Linked DNA regions of Pan troglodytes: region 1 is linked to region 2. Evidence: chromatin contacts called from public capture Hi-C data. All regions are on one chromosome and are shown on one strand. Each heading gives the region's core, a stretch centred on a gene start, on an enhancer-like site or on the middle of the called end of the contact. The rest is flanking DNA. Distances are from core to core; before and after follow the strand shown. Region 1 overlaps NUP214 (nucleoporin 214). Region 2 has its middle 41 kb from the start of PRRC2B.

What was found. Capture Hi-C pulls out chosen DNA fragments and counts their contacts.
Region 1: a capture Hi-C map of stem cell-derived neural stem cells shows a contact between it and region 2, with 4 times the contacts expected there. The contact joins two enhancer-like sites. A contact is called at or near these places in 5 of 7 Hi-C or Micro-C datasets (blood, induced pluripotent stem cells, a lymphoblastoid cell line and 1 more) and 1 of 1 other capture datasets (stem cell-derived neural stem cells).

The regions. Positions count from the first base shown.
Region 1 is chr11:7,274,760-7,278,207 of NHGRI_mPanTro3-v2.0_pri, forward strand. It overlaps NUP214 (nucleoporin 214), which reads right to left. Exons shown (of 34, transcript XM_063788165.1): 24 at 2,961-3,060. Among named protein-coding and RNA genes, the nearest start is that of NUP214, 54 kb to the right of the region's middle. Within about 2 kb of position 1,727, at least 1 of the 24 cell types and tissues checked has an H3K27ac peak or open chromatin away from gene starts, as enhancers often do. A contact at or near this core is called in stem cell-derived neural stem cells, where this site is marked.
Region 2 is chr11:7,122,523-7,125,962 of NHGRI_mPanTro3-v2.0_pri, forward strand. No RefSeq gene overlaps it. Among named protein-coding and RNA genes, the nearest start is that of PRRC2B, 41 kb to the left of the region's middle. Within about 2 kb of position 1,924, at least 3 of the 24 cell types and tissues checked have an H3K27ac peak or open chromatin away from gene starts, as enhancers often do. A contact at or near this core is called in stem cell-derived neural stem cells, where this site is marked.

The DNA.
Region 1 (3,448 bases), core at 477-2,976, 150 kb after region 2:
CCCAAAAGAACTGAAAGTAGGGACTCAAACAGACACTGTCCACCAACAGTCTTCCCTGACCTACTCCCCCAGCATTCTTCCTCTTGTTCCCTCTACTCTCGTCACCAGAGGTCCCCCCTGGCTCGCTCTTCAACTTGTAGACACGCTCCTGCTACAGGCCCTGTGCTTGGAGCTTTCTTCCGAGATATTAATGAGACCTGCTGTGTGGCCTTTCTCTCTTCATTCAAAGGCCACCTTCCCGAGGAGGCCTTCCCTGGCCACCCTATTTAAAATTATAACCCATGTTCAGACAATACTCTCTAACCTTTCCCCCACTTTAATTTTCTCCATCACACCATATCACCATCTAATATATTACATATTTTACTTATTTATTTTGATTATTGTTTGTCTCTCCAAACAATCAGTCTGTTAGTTTTTTTGGTCTATTTTGTTAACAACAAAACAGGTAGTTTATCTCCAGCACCTAAGAATACTGTGTGGCATACAACAAATGCTCATTAAGTATTTGTTGAAAGAATGAATAAATGAATGAATGCACACCAAAATAAGTGTTTGTGTAATTGGCAGTTTCCCGGCTGTCTTCTTGTTTGGTTTGTCTTATTCAACTACCCTATCTCTAGTACCCAGGGCAGTATCATGCTCACAGCAGACGCTGTGTAAGAATCTGCTGAATCAAGCGATGGAGCACTGCAAAGGAATTTGAATAGCTGTGGGTTGGCGCCAGATAAACACTCTTCCAACGAACTGAATGGATGAGGCCAATGAACATAAAGTACACCAATGGCAGAAATATGTAAGCTCATCCTATGATAAATCTTCGGTAGATACCACTGAGAAAAAGCTAACTGCAAAATTAAATACTTAAAATACACTTAGGAAACTACTGTTTAAAAGAATCTGTTCCACGAGAGCTGGCTGAAAATAATTTTAAAAATAAAACATAAAAGAATCTGAAAGCAAGTCATTTTACAATGAACATATTCATCTTTCCTGGGGAGGGGTGGCAGTAAATACCAATTTTCACTTTTCAATTTATGTTTGGAGTAGAGTTTACCTATTATTCAATAAATGATTATTGAAAGGAATGCTTCTACATTTCAGGCACCATGCTGGGCATACACATGAAATAATTATACCAGAGTCCAATTCTGTGGAGAATGGAACAGAAAGTTTCTTCAAGATTTCTTAAGTTGTCTGAGATTTTTCTTGTCAGAAAGAGTAGACTCAAAATTACTCCTTGAACAAACCCTTCATCAAAGATCAGCTCAGGTGAACCATTTAGGGAAATGAAGCTTGAGAGAAGGAGAAGTGGAATCTCCAAAAGGTGCTTCTCATACATGGTTAGCACCTAATATAGCTCAGAAATACCAGACAATACTTCCTGTACCATACGCTGAATTTTCCCATCTTATGTAACATTCTGCCTTTCCGTGGCTTTTCCTTGCCTTCCCTATGCTGGGAATCTGGCTACAATTCCCAAACTCTAATGCATAGTTCTTTCCCTTGAAAAGCTTGCAACAACCACAAATACCGTCTTGGTCTAAACAGCATACCAAGGCTCCGAGGTCACTACAAAATAGTAATAGAGAAGGCTTGTTTTTTGGCTGTTAGTATAGCCCTGAGATAACTAAAAATTCCTCAAACAAGCAGTGTTGATAAACAGAACATGGAAAAAAAGAGGCCAGCGGACCAGTGAGGCAGGGCCACTTGAGAGAGGGAAAACAGAACCGTGGGCAGATCTGCTCTGTGCAATGGCAGAGGGTGGGCACGCTGTGGAGAACCACAAGGTCTATGGCTGCCCTTCTTGCTGCTAGACTAATCATGGGTACCAGACACTAACTCCCTGAAATCTGATACTAGTCCTCAAGATCCCCATGTTCCAAGTGAGGAAATGTCCCTCAACTCTTCCCTTTGCCACAGGGGATGGTGGTTGGTCTAAAGGGATCACAGTCACGAAATATGCAGGGCAAAGCAGGGCACAGGCATGTTCTGTGAACCTGCCCAGGGCAGCGGGAGGGAGTCAGCACCCTGAATTCTGAACACAGATGAGGACTAAAGACAAATGAGCTAGGCTGGGCACAGTGGCTCCTGCCTATAATCACAGCACTTTGTGAGGATGAGGTGAGAGGATCACTTGAGCCCAGAAATTTGAGACCAGCCTGGGGTGACATGGCAAAAACTCCATCTCTACAAAAAATTAAAAAATTAGCTGGGTGTGGTGTCATGTGCCTGTAGTCCCAGCAGCTACTTGGGAGGCAGATATGGGAGCATGGCTTGGGCCCAGAAGGTTAAGGCTACAGTGTGCCATGATCGTACCGCACTCTGCACTCCAGTCTGGGCAAGAGTGAGACCTTGTCTAAAACAAAACAAAACAAAACAAAACAACAACAACAACAAAACCACCACCACCACCAAAAAAACAAGTGAGCTCCACCAGCAACAATCCAGCCCTCAAACATGGCATGGCAGAGAAGCTAAAGTCTCCAAACAGAGCTGCTGTCTTTTATACAAAAGCAAAAGAAATGGGAAGAACAGAAATGCCTGGAGAAGGGAAGTGAGGGAGGAGAGTGTCACCCTTGAGATTACAGTTTCCAGAATCAAGTCTGCATGAGACCCAAAGCATCAACTCTGGAACCCCTAGGGCATTTAAAAAAAAAAAAAAAATCAACCTGCACACCTAATGTGTACCACACAGAGACTTACACATGGCAAACAGAAACTGAGCATACAGCATCAAGACAAACTTTAAAAGTTTGTGAGGCAACTGTCACTGGCCAGTTAAAAAGGACAATCTCCTGAAAATGCATTGTGTAGGCAGGCTTAGCCGCCACCCCCCTTATAACCTAAGGTGGTGCAGGAAAACCAGACTGTGACAGTGGCACTGCTGCTCCCTGCAGGCAGTCCACCGCTACTACAGAAGCAGCCAGGGGCTGAAACACACTGCAGTCAGAACATACCCCATGGCTGTAGAAGGGGTTGCAGGGTTATTCTTCAATTCCTGCACATTTACCACTTGAGGGACATTCTTCAACGTTGATTCAGTCAAAGTGTTTACAGCTAATTTAAACAGAGAAGAGAGAACACCATATTAATTCCAGCAAAGGATAAAAAGTTCTAGCCACATATAAATGAAAAACCAAGACATGAGCCCAAGCAGATTAGAGCCTTATCATGTGAAGGAAATCTACTCTAGGTAGTTCTTGCAGCATTGTGTTCAAAGGAACACCTGGCCCACTCCATTAACACAGGTGATGGAACAAGGCTTCCTGTAACTGAATCGAATGTACTAGAGTAGGGGAAAAGAATTCTCTGGCCAGCTTTTCTACAACAGAGCTGAGACACCTGCCACACTGCTGGCTTGTCCTGGAAAAGGGCAGCTTGAGCCAGAGGATTAACAGCATCTAGACTCAGGATTTCTGCCACTCATTCACTGTCTTTCTTTAAC
Region 2 (3,440 bases), core at 674-3,173:
CACTGCACTCCAGCCTGGGCGACAGAGTGAGACTCTGTCTCAAAAACAAAAACAAAAACAAAACAAAACAAAAACACATTTACATGCCAGGCGTGGTGGCTTGTGCCTGTAATCCCAGGACTTTGGAAGGCCGAGGTAGGTGAATCACTTGAGGTCAGGAGTTCGAGACCAGCCAGTCCAACATGGTGAAACCCTGTCTCTACTAAAAATACAAAAATAAGTTGGGCATGCTGGTGGGGGCCTGTAATCTCAGCTACTTGGGAGGCTGAGGCAGGAGAATCACTTGAACCCAGCAGGTGGAAGTTGCAGTGAGCTGAGATCACACCACCACACTCCAGCTTGGGTGACAGAGAAAGACACTATCTAAAAAAACCAAAAACAAAACATTTACTGAGGGCTTCCCAGTCCCCAAGCCCATTTTGCGTGCAATATGCGTGCCATCTCCCCAAATCCTCATGAGGCGCCTTTGAGGTAGGTACTTGGTTCTCCTCTTTTTTTTTTCAGATGGAGTTTCACTCTTGTTGCCCAGGCTGGAGTTCAGTGGGCCCACTGCAACCTCCGCCTCCCGGGTTCAAGTGCTTCTCCTGCCTCAGCCTCCCAAGTAGCTGACACTACAGGAGGCTGCCACCACGCCCGGCTAATTTTTGTATTTTTAGTAGAGATGGGGTTTTACCATGTTGGCCAGGCTGGTCTCAAACTCCTGACCTCAGGTGATCTGCCCACCTCGGCCTCCCAGAGTGCTGGGATTACAGGCGTGAGTCACTGCGCCTGGCCGGCCGGTTCTCCTCATTTTACAGATGAGGAAATGGAGTCTTACACGGTAAGTCAAAGCCACTAAGTAATGGAGCTATGCCTCGAATCTGGGCCTGGCTGATATCTGAGTCCTGATTCTTAACCTTCATTCTAGACTCATTCATTCAGTGTGACATCTATAGGATTTGTCGACACAATTAATGGGTGAATAAAATAACTTCAGGCTGGGCGCACTGGCTTATGCCTGTAATCCCAGTACTTTGGGAGGCTGAGGTGGGAGGATCACTTGAGCCCAGGAGTTTGAGACCAGCCTGGGTAGGTGAGACCCCCCTGTCTCTATAAAAATTTAATAAATTAGTCAGGAATGGTGGTGCATGCCTATAGTTCCAGCTACCCTGGAGGCTGAGGCAGGAGGATCGCTTGAGCCCAGGAAATAGAGGCTGTAGTGAGCCATGATTGTGTCACTGCACTCCTGCCTGGGTGACAGAGTAAGATCCTGTCTGAAAAACAAAACAAAACAAAACAAAAAAAACCAACTTTGTACCTAGCAAATTCCTCTTTTCATGTCCTTGACCCCAGGGGCCCTTACACTGTGAGCCCCTGGGGACAGTGACTGGGTCTTCCTCCCCTCACTCCCACCCCCATGCACACACAGGGTCCGCCCAAGGCTGTGCTCCCTGCACAATTTTTTTTTTGAGATGGAGTCTCGCTCTGTCGCCAGGCTGGAGTGCAATGGTGCAATCTCACCTCACTGCAACCTGTGCCTCCCGGGTTCAAGCAATTCTCCTGCCTCAGCCTCCCAAGTAGCTGGGACTACAGGTGTGCACCACCACACCTAGCTACTTTTTGTATTTTTAGTAGAGATGGGGTTTCACTATGTTGGCCAGGCTGGTCTTGAACTCCTGACCTCAGGTGATCCACCCACCTCAGCCTCCCAAAGTGCTGAGATTACAGGCATGAGCCACTGTGCCCAGCCCGCTCCCTGCACATTTGATGGATTCCAGGGGACTCTGTGAACACTGACCCCTCTTCAAATCCTGCCCACAGCTTGTCAAATGGGGCCTCAGCGCAGAAGGCCAGCAGGGCCCTTATCAGTCAGCCCCACATGTGTCTGAGAGCCCACAGCAGGCAGCCCATTCTATGCCAAGCCCCTCACGAGCCCCGTTATCAAGGGACACATTCCAGCCCAGGCCTCCCTTGTAAGGAGGGGAAGAGAAAGCCTGCCGCTTTCCGGCCAAGTGGGGAGGGGGCGCAGGGGCAGGAAGAGGATTATCACAGCAGGAAGGCCAGCTGCTGGACTTGTTTCTTCAGGCAGCTTGAGAAAACACCACTGGGCTGGCTTGGCCGCCCTCAGGCCTAGAATGTGACCCTTCTCAGGAGGGGACCCCCTCCCCGCACTGCTGGGGTGAGGGTAGGTGGGGACAGGGACAACTGGTTCTTAGGAAGCCAAGAGAGCTTGTGTTTGCTCCCAGGAGCCTGGATGTGACTGGTGAAGGTGGCTGGGGGTTTAGCCAGAGGCTGGAGGATTCTTCTGGGGAGGGTCTCAAAGCACCTTCCCCCGTGTGGCCTGCTCTCCCCAGGCTCAGCCAGCACCTGCCATGGGGGAGGGCTCCAGCTGGTGAAGGAATAAACGAGCCAGAATGCAGGCCTGAAGGCTCAGGTTTTCTTTTTTTTTTGAGATGGAGTCTTGCTCTGTCACCAGGCTGGGGTGCAGTGGTGCGATCTCAGCTCACTGCAACCTCCGCCTCCTGGGTTCAAGCGATTCTCCTGCCTCAGCCTTCCGAGTAGCTGGGACTATAGGCGCGTGCCACCATGCTCAGCTAATTTTTGTATTTTTAGTAGAGACAGGGTTTCACCATGTTGGCCAGGATGGTCTCGATCTCCTGACCTCGTGATCCACCCGCCTCGGCCTCCCAAAGTGCTGAGATTACAGGTGTGAGCCACTGCACAGCCTGGGTTTTCTTATTTTGTAGAAAATCCATTTCCCTCGTGCAATACTTGATGAGTCAGGCTTGATAGTGGGTAGTTGAGGATTTGGAGACACAAATCAGGTGGCTGGATTGGATGTTGGAAAAGTCAGTAAGCCTTGCTGAGTCTCAGTTTTCTCATCCTTAATGATAGATATTGGAAGCTCTTTCTTCATGTGGCAGTGTGTGTAAAGGGCTTAGTATAGAGCTGGCCCTGGTGGGTACTGCTGAAACTCTCTCTGTGGGCCACATACGCGCGCACGCACACACACACACACTCACACTCACACATACACACACTTAGCACTAATTAAACAGCAGGTGGCCAGGCATGGTGCCTCATGCCTGTAATCCCAGCACTTTGGGAGGCCGAGGTGGGCGGATTGCTTGAGCTCAGGAGTTCGAGACCTTCCCTGAAAACCCCATCTCTACCAAAAATACAAAAAATTAGCCAGGCACGGTGGCGCATGTCTGTGGTCCCAGCTACTCGGGAGGCTGAGGTTGGAGGATCACTTGAGCTCAGGAGATGGAGGTTGCAGTGAGCCGAGATTGCATCATTGCACTCCAGCCTGGGTGACACAGTGAGACCCTATCTCAATAAATAAGTAAATGAATAAACAGCAGGCATAGCCAGTCTCTTTACACGGATAAGCACACTCAATCCTCATCAGCACTCTGAGAACAAGATACAGTTGTTATTCCCATGGTACAGATGAAGAA